Regions from separate parts of the Mus musculus genome. Here regions 2 and 3 are each linked to region 1. The links are chromatin contacts, called in public HiChIP or PLAC-seq maps. All regions are on one chromosome and are shown on one strand. Each heading gives the region's core, a stretch centred on a gene start, on an enhancer-like site or on the middle of the called end of the contact. The rest is flanking DNA. Distances are from core to core; before and after follow the strand shown. Region 1 holds the start of St3gal1 (ST3 beta-galactoside alpha-2,3-sialyltransferase 1). Region 2 has its middle 470 kb from the start of 1700012I11Rik. Region 3 has its middle 510 kb from the start of 1700012I11Rik.

What was found. HiChIP or PLAC-seq counts read pairs in DNA pulled down with a chosen protein or histone mark.
Region 2: a contact with region 1 is called in an H3K4me3 HiChIP or PLAC-seq map of bone marrow-derived macrophages, with 6 times the contacts expected there. The contact joins the enhancer-like site here to the promoter of St3gal1 in region 1. A contact is called at or near these places in 3 of 15 datasets of contacts at CTCF or cohesin (the NIH/3T3 cell line, large pre-B cells and pro-B cells), 2 of 484 Hi-C or Micro-C datasets (the BV-2 cell line and bone marrow-derived macrophages), 18 of 115 datasets of contacts at active chromatin or transcription factors (T-cell acute lymphoblastic leukemia, VIP interneurons, acute myeloid leukemia and 13 more) and 1 of 9 other capture datasets (macrophages).
Region 3: a contact with region 1 is called in an H3K27ac HiChIP or PLAC-seq map of bone marrow-derived dendritic cells, with 15 times the contacts expected there. The contact joins the enhancer-like site here to the promoter of St3gal1 in region 1. A contact is called at or near these places in 2 of 39 promoter capture datasets (embryonic stem cells and hippocampal neurons), 1 of 15 datasets of contacts at CTCF or cohesin (large pre-B cells), 2 of 484 Hi-C or Micro-C datasets (bone marrow-derived DN3 thymocytes and nephron progenitors), 18 of 115 datasets of contacts at active chromatin or transcription factors (VIP interneurons, astrocytes, bone marrow-derived dendritic cells and 14 more) and 2 of 9 other capture datasets (adipose tissue and macrophages).

The regions. Positions count from the first base shown.
Region 1 is chr15:67,175,436-67,178,135 of GRCm38.p6, forward strand. St3gal1 (ST3 beta-galactoside alpha-2,3-sialyltransferase 1) reads right to left here and starts at 1,447. Exons shown (of 9, transcript NM_009177.4): 1 at 1,197-1,447.
Region 2 is chr15:67,690,773-67,693,472 of GRCm38.p6, forward strand. No RefSeq gene overlaps it. Among named protein-coding and RNA genes, the nearest start is that of 1700012I11Rik, 470 kb to the left of the region's middle. Within about 2 kb of position 1,404, at least 2 of the 459 cell types and tissues checked have an H3K27ac peak or open chromatin away from gene starts, as enhancers often do. A contact at or near this core is called in bone marrow-derived macrophages and macrophages, where this site is marked.
Region 3 is chr15:67,732,242-67,734,941 of GRCm38.p6, forward strand. No RefSeq gene overlaps it. Among named protein-coding and RNA genes, the nearest start is that of 1700012I11Rik, 510 kb to the left of the region's middle. Within about 2 kb of position 1,255, at least 30 of the 459 cell types and tissues checked have an H3K27ac peak or open chromatin away from gene starts, as enhancers often do. A contact at or near this core is called in bone marrow-derived dendritic cells and bone marrow-derived macrophages, where this site is marked.

The sequences.
Region 1 (2,700 bases), core at 197-2,696:
TGGATGGAGGTTCGGGCACCTTTTCTGAGACTCCACGGTGAAGCAAGGCGAAGGGCCCCACGCTTTACCTGTACTACGAGGCAGGCACCGGGAGACTTAATCCCCTTCTCGAGTTCAGCCGCGCTGCCTCCCGCAAGGTCACACTCAAACACCCACGCGTAGAAAAACGAGGGCTGAAAGTTGCTTGCGCAAAGGTCCGAATCCCGAGCTAATAGTACTCCAACCAAGTCGCTTTGTCCGGTGTCACCATTGCCCACCCCGTGCACATATCAAAGCAGCAGACCATGCCCTGCGCAGGTCACACTACAGAGATGCAGACTTTGCTAACTTTTGTCCCATTATTTCTTGGCAGCTGCGGCGCCTAACGGGTTTGGAGCAGATTCCAAGTTTAGACTTTCCACCGCCACGCTCACTTTGACCACCCTCATCTACCCACTTTCTGACACACCGCTTTTTGCTGTGCTGTCCTAAGCTCCAACTTCTCCCCGAGATCCGAAACGGGGCGGTATTAGAGGTGTCCCGGGGACCAACAGCCTCCTCCCGGGTCCGCGCCTGCCCACAGCTGATCGGGAGACTCCATCCGGACACTGTCCAGACCTCTGGTCTGGAAAACCAACGCTTTCCAAGCGTCCCCAGTGTCCCAGCCCGAGACCTCCGCTTCTCTAGAGAGTGGGGACAATCTGCGCCTGATGGAGTCTCCTACCCGCGGCCCGGGCGGGGATCCACTGCGGTGCTGGGCGCAATGTCACCACGGCCGCTCCGGGAGCCACTGCTACAACTGCCATAGGCTCTTCACTGAGCTCCGGCAGGCTCCTCCAGTAAGTGCCAAAGAGCCTGGAGCCCCAGAGCTGGAGTCTCCTCCCTGACCCGCAGGTAGAAGACCACCGTGGCGGAGACAGAGATCTCTCTCCTTGTGTCTCCCTCTTGGCGCCTAGGGTCTTTGGTCCCATTTCTACTGTTACACCTTTCTAGTCCCTTTCCCACCCCTTCTGTGCCCGGGTCGGGACGATCACCTCAGTACTCAGAGAACACAAGCAACATTTCTCCAGCCCCAACTCGCGAGGGGGCGCCGTCCCTGGGGCACCGGGACAGGGACCAGCTGGGTGCGTACTTACCAAAGCCAGAGACACTCCGGACTTTGGGGGCACTGAAGAGGTTCAGAGAGGTATCTAAGGAGATGTGTTCAGGATACTTACCCAGCCAGCTCAAACCTCACGCTCCTTCTCTGCCTCCTCCTCTCTCCTCCCTCCGGTTTAGGGCTCTTTGTCTTTGCAAAGTGTCGAAAGTGTCTGGCATAGTGGGCTCCGCCGGCAGAGGTTAGCGCCGGAGAAAAGGGAGGCGGGGTGAGGATGGGAGCCGCCTCTGGAACACCTTCCCCCGGGTGTAACGGGAGTGAGAGGCGGGGCGTCCGGGGAGGAGTCGCTTTCGCCCGCCCGGTCCCAGCCGTGACTCCGGCGCGCCCAGCACGGCTCTTCGGCTCTAGGTTCCTCCCCTTCCTCCGCCCAGCGCCCGCCCCTTGGCGCTCGGGCGCCCCCCTCCGCCCCTCCTGCCGGCCTCAGCTCGGCTTTCCTCTAGCTTGGGGCTTCCTGCAAGCTCAATATAGCTCAGCCAAGCCACGTGGACAGCAGCGGGCTGGGTGGAGGCCGGACCCGTCTGAGAGACGCCGGAGGAGGCAGCGCGGGAACAATATCACTGCCTCAAGAGAGGGATCTGCGGGAACAGCTGGCGAGGCTAGGGAAGAACTCCCGAGAGGCTCGAAGCCCGTGGGGTCAACCCGAGGGACGAGGCGTTGGGCGTGCACCGAGAGGATGTGGCTGGCGGTGCCCAGAAGAGCCCCATTCAGGGTCGCAGTGGAGAGAGAGGGCGATCAGGCAAAGCCACCGCTTTTTCTGAGGGCGTGGGACTCGAGGTGGGATTTAGGTAGGCTTGGGGAGGGGCACCGCGGGGTTAGGGATTGCGGTGTCTGTGCAGCCAGGACTGGGAGCCGCAGAGCAGGTCACTATAAGCATCCACATCCCCGCCCTTCCCGTCTACTCCGCCGAGGGCCTTTCCTTTGCGGATGGATAGACAGCTTCGCAGACCAGCGCTAAGCAAAGGCTGATAGTGGGAATCAGAGTTAGAAAGGTCCCCAAGGCAGCCTGGGGATGGGGATTTGGTTTAGGTTAGGGTAGAAGTTTTTCTGTTTTAATAGGGAAGTGAGGGTACGGAATTTAACGTGTGTGGGTCGTAGATCATAAATGGTGGATTTAAAAGGCATTTCTAAGATCTGGTTTGTCAGTGGGTATCCTCTCACTGGAACTATCTCATCTACAACTTTTCCGTGGAATGTTAAGAGGAAAGACGGTGTGCGCAGGAGTCTCTCCGTTTTCAGTTCTGGAGACTTCTGGGGACAAGCCTTTGCAGTGGGGGAGGCCAGAGCTGCCTGGCTGTTTACTCACTAGAATGAGGCTGTAATGTTGGGGCGAATTTGCGGCACTTCTCCATTACGGTGTGATCTTGGGCTCTTTGGGCCATATCCACTGTTTCCTAGGTTTGTGTTTCCACGTACTCCCTTGCAAAGGGCCCTGGTCCCAGCGTTCGTTTGCTTGGGTTGTTGTACTGAGCAAGTGGATACAGGGCTCTTGAAACTGCCCTTGGCATCTAAGAGCTCACTCAATCCAAGCCAGCTTGTGGAAGGAGGAAGGAGTGGGTTTCAACTCT
Region 2 (2,700 bases), core at 154-2,653, 520 kb after region 1:
TTCATATTGTTGTTCCACCTATAGGGTTGCAGATCCCTTTAACTCTTTGAGTATTTTCTCTAGCTCAAATCTTAAGATTGAACACTGACATTTCCTAGAAAAAGAAGTCTACCTCAAAGAACACACGGAGTTCCTAGCCTCCTCATTTTCCCTACAGACATAACTCCAGCTTATACACATAGGCCATCTAGGCACTTTTTCATGCACCTTCAGACAGTGAGTTCCCACTATAGGGGTCTGAGGACCCTTATCTTTCACTGTTTACACTCTTCTGTATTGAAACACAGTGTTGCTTCAATACTTGTACCAACAATAAATAGGCTTGGAATAGGACACATCCAGCTGGTCCTCCTTGCTCTGACTCTTCCCTCTGATCTTATCTCCCTGACCTTTCTTCTTCATCTAGGATGAGGATGCTGTAATCAACTTTGGGCATTTTCAGGAATACTTGAAAGTAAATGATTATGATTTTCCTTTCTTCTTATTCGACTATCCTTCCCATTTCTTTCATAAATGAGGACTGCACACATGTGTTGGTAAAGCATATTGGAGTCCCTCTAGAACAGGTGAAAATCAGTCAGGCTAGAGTCCATAGACAACCATTCACAAAACAGATAAAGGTACTATTTAGGTAGATAATGTTTGTGGACTTTGAGAAAGTATAAGTGGGAAATTTGGGGACATGACTGCTGATGGAGTTTGGCTTTTAGGTTCGGTGAGAAATGAAGAGGAAAAGAAGCATTTGAGTTGAGGGTAGTGTAATGGTTACAAAGGTAGTATAACCAAGATTTTTTCCAATGTTGCAATGAGGTATATTTAGAGAAATTTAAAAGGAGAGTGACTTTTAATTGGCTATTTCAAAGTGGACAGTCAAATTTAGAACAAGAGTGTAAGAGGTCAGTGATGACACCTCTAACATATAGAGAACACCCACAGTACTTGATGGAGCCATCCCTTTCATTAAAAGTATGCCCAGTGATGATAGTATTCTGACTCTCACAGGATGGAGAGCTTTCTGCTGATTTACTCCACCTGCCTAACATAGTCATTACTTTTAGGAAGAGATGTATGCTCATCGTCATCTGCAAGGACATCCATTTGTCAGTGTCCTTCTGAAACAGTTCCAAGGACTGAAAGAACCTTGAGTCTGATCATAGTTCAAATAGTTAAACAATAGGTAATGGACTTTTCAATGACAATAGGACTTTAAAAACCCTATTAGACTGTGGATTTGTGCTAACCATGCAGGTGATCAGCACTGGCATACTCTACATAAATATCTAAGTGTAGAACTAGAGAGATGGCTCAGTCAGTAATATGCCTTTCTGTTGCTCAAGCACGAGGCCTGGTATTTATGTTCTGAGCATCCAGTGAAAATTAAGGATGCAGAAGTGTGAATCTGGGGCAAGGGACAGAGACAGGAGTTTCCCTAGAGCTCATTTGGTCATCTTGGCCTAGCCAAATGGAGAGTTATAGATTCAGCAATCCAATCCTGTCTCAAAAATACTGTAGAAAACAATTGAGAAAGACATTTGACATTGACCTCTAAGGTTTCCACATGTAAACATGTATATTAACACCCACATACATACACATAAATTACTAGGGTACCAACCTGATCTCTTTATTCACATAATTCTTTACCTCTTTTTAAGGACTCTATATCTGCAAAAGATCTTCTAAATGAAAGGAAGATCCTAGAGAAATGCGTTTTCATGGAATCATTTCCAGAGCTTTGCACACAAAGTAAAACATGGAGTTCACATTTATTAAATGAATAACTGGTACACATTTGTTCAATGAATAACTGTTTTAGTTAGTCCTACAGGGAAGGTGCTTTATTTTTTTTAAAAAAAATGGAGAATTTAATAAAGTGAAGAGCATGAAAATGACTCATAGCATCATGCTATGACATATTCATCCCAGATTCTGTCACCCTAATCATATGATTGTGCGCCCAGAGTTGACTTCCTTAGTGCATGGATTTGTTAACAGAGCACATAACAACAAAGAATTCTCTGACATGATTTGAATAACTACAAATCATCACATTGACTGACTGAACATTACTTAACAGGATTTATTTGAACAAAAGAATCTATTAATCCTATGAAGTGTTCCCAGCCTTTTCTATTTCCCTTTTCACTACATTGAAGGACTCCTTATATATACTATGATATGGTTGATCATTCTCTCAGCACTAAATCCTAAAAGAGTAAGTCTCAGTTCAAACCTATTTAATTTTTTTATTATCTATTGTCTATTAGCACTAAAAATGCTAGGGAATATCTTTTCTCCAAGATCATTAATAAGAATAAGTGAACATGAAAAACATGGGAAAGATATTGGTAAATCTTTGAAAACTTGCAGGTAGTGTTGGTATAGGGAGTGGATACGCTGTGTGCTGAGGATGGTGCTTCTGTTATTGATTCCCTTTCACAAACTTAGCATCTGATTACTTATCACCTTGAGAATTGACAATGATGTGCCTTTTGAACACCCAGCCCTGCATGATACACTCTGTGTTTGTTTTCCAAGGCTCGTGCATGAACATAGGTAGATGCCACAGGATAATCTTGAATGCCATTTGAGGAAGGTGACACTTTGAGACAGGTTCTCTCTGTTGACTTGTTGGTCGCTGATTCAGCTACACTCAATGGCCAGTGAGCCCCAGGGATTCTCATTACAAATGTTCTCTAG
Region 3 (2,700 bases), core at 5-2,504, 560 kb after region 1:
GATTGTCATCCTTCTGATGTCTTTCACCTATTTTTGTGTTACTCTTTAGAAACAGGCATTTGGGATGAAATACTGTCCGTGACTGCATCAGGTCATCTGCTTACAGAAGAAGGAGTTGGGCTCTGCTGTCGTTAAATTCTCTTTTCTTTGACTCACCTCCAAAAGATGAGCCAAAACACCATATCCCCATTTCTTACTTTTGTCCCTATCAAAGGCTTCTACCCCCATTTTTCTATGACACTTAACTCGTTATTGATTAGATAGCTTTCTGCTGACATGTATTGAGACGAGTATTTTTTTTCTTGAACCACTTGCTGCTTTTTTACACTGGCAGACAGTAAGTTTCTCTGCTCTTTAGTTTATGATCTCTGCAGAAACAACGGCCTCTTCATTCTCATAGAGGAATGGAATCCAGGAATGGAAAAAGAAGCATATTAAGAGAAGATAGCCCTGTGAGTCCTAAAATGTCATTGGGACTAGGCCTTAGTCTTTATTTTTTATAGCTAATAGTATGCACCCATCAATAAACACTGATGCCAATAGATCATTGCAAAGTAAAACATCTACAGTTGCTCCAATAATTTTCTCTAAGCACAATATTTGGAAGGAATTGGCCTTTTCTGTGCCAAGACTGAACTTACTTAAAGAGTTATGAGCAAGATGGCTCCAGTCTATATGAAAGCTGAAATATCTGTATATCAATCTAAATATTGTATATGGGCATTTATTACCTACTCCATAATATTACTAGCTACTTAAATTATCTCATAATATATTTGTGGTGATTTGAATATATGTTCCCCACAAAGCCCTTGCATTGAATATCTGGTCCCAGTTTCTGACTGTTGAGGAGTAGAATCTTGTTAGAGGAAGTGTGCCAGGCTTTGAGGTTTTGAAAGACTGGAGTCATTTCAAGTTATTGCTCTCAGCTTCCTGTTTTGTAGGTCAAGCTTCTGTCCTAGTTGTCTGCTTCCTGTTAACTCCACTCTTGCCACCGTGGACCTAAGCCCCCTGCAACCACAAGCCCAAAGTAAACCTTTCATTCTATAAATTGCCTGGGTCATGCTGTTATATCACAATAGAAAAGTAACTGAGACAATATTCTGTTGAAACTGGTATTGAAAAGTTTCTAGACACAAATATGGACTTCTGCTTTTTTTTCTCTACATTTTCCCTCCCATGTGGATAGGGGTGAAAAGGAAGGATTCATTAAACCCTGATTGGATAATTACATAGCAACTGTGGGCAGATTACTCCTCCCACTTAACAAATGACCTAAATGATGTTCAGCATAGTGAAGGTACTTGGTCATGGTGGCAGTACTGGAATCAAACCCTGGTATCTGCAATGAAATATCTTTTTTTTTTTTTTTTGTTATGTCCATTGACTTGTATGAGCTGTCATCTTGGAAAACTAAGTTTTGGTTTTGGTTTTTACCTCTCAATCTTACTCTTCTTCTCCAATACCATGGAACTCTTCAACCGGTGCTCAAGTCATCCCACCACCCTGCAATGAATGATGTCAAAGTCAAATACAGGGAGCATAGCCTTCAGCCAAGAGATGTCATAACACATGGCTTTGTGTGGGGAGCAGGTGTGGCGGCAGTCCCAAAGGCGCCAGGGACTGCAGCTAAGTCATATGACTTGCACCTGACTTCCTCATATAAGACACAAACATCTTGAGAGCTGCGCAGGTGTACCAGGATACAGGTGAATCCATTTTGATGGAGATATGCCCCTGCTGCCCTGATTAGCTGAAGCTGTGTGCCTGGTGAAGTGGCGTGGCCTGCTGTGCGTGGATGGGAACTGAGAGTATAAAAGAGTGAGAGGCCCAGGGTTCGGGGGAGATATAAAAACAAGGGAGATATAAAAACAAGGGAGATATAAAAACAAGGGAGATATAAACAAGGGAGAGATATAAACAAGGGAGATATAAACAAGGGAGATATATGGAGAAAGAAGAAACAGGACTGAATAAATGTGTGCAGAAGGATCCTGTAGCAGCGTTGTTCTTCCTGGCCTGTTGAGCGCGCGCAAGAAGTGGTGCCGAAACCCGGGAAAAGAAACATCTTCAGGCATGAGCGAAGACCCCCTGCTACAGGGAGGATTCAGAACTGCATCACTGGGAAGGAGCGGTTAATAAAGTGTTCCCGTAAAACAGACTGTTGAGAAGGATCCGGCGTGGATTCAGAACTCTTCAGCTGGGGAACGGTACTGATGAAGAGAAAGAAGAAAGATGAAGACTGAATAAACTGCTGTTAGAAGGACTGGTGGTCACGTCGTTCTTGCTGGTCGAGAGAGGGCGCGACAATTGGTGGCCCGTACGGGGAACCGACTCCCCCGCCGAGTTCAGAACTTTCAGCAGTCAGTGGTTGCTGGCAGGGTAAGTTCATGGTGAGTGAAACTTGCGACCCCAGGAGTTTGGGAAGGACCTCCAATAAAATAGAGGTGAGCATAAAGTTGCCAGGAAGTAGGCACAAAGTAACCCAGGAGTTTGGGAAGGACCTCGGATAAAATAGAGGTGAGCATAAAGTTGCCAGGAAGTAGGCACAAAGTAACCCAGGAGTTTGGGAAGGACCTCGGATAAAATAGAGGGGAATATAAAGTTGCCAGGAAGCAGGCACAAAGTAACGATACGTTCCCGGTTTTGGGATAAGTTAAGGTTCCTGGCTTTGGGACAAGTTAAGGTTCCCTGTTTGGG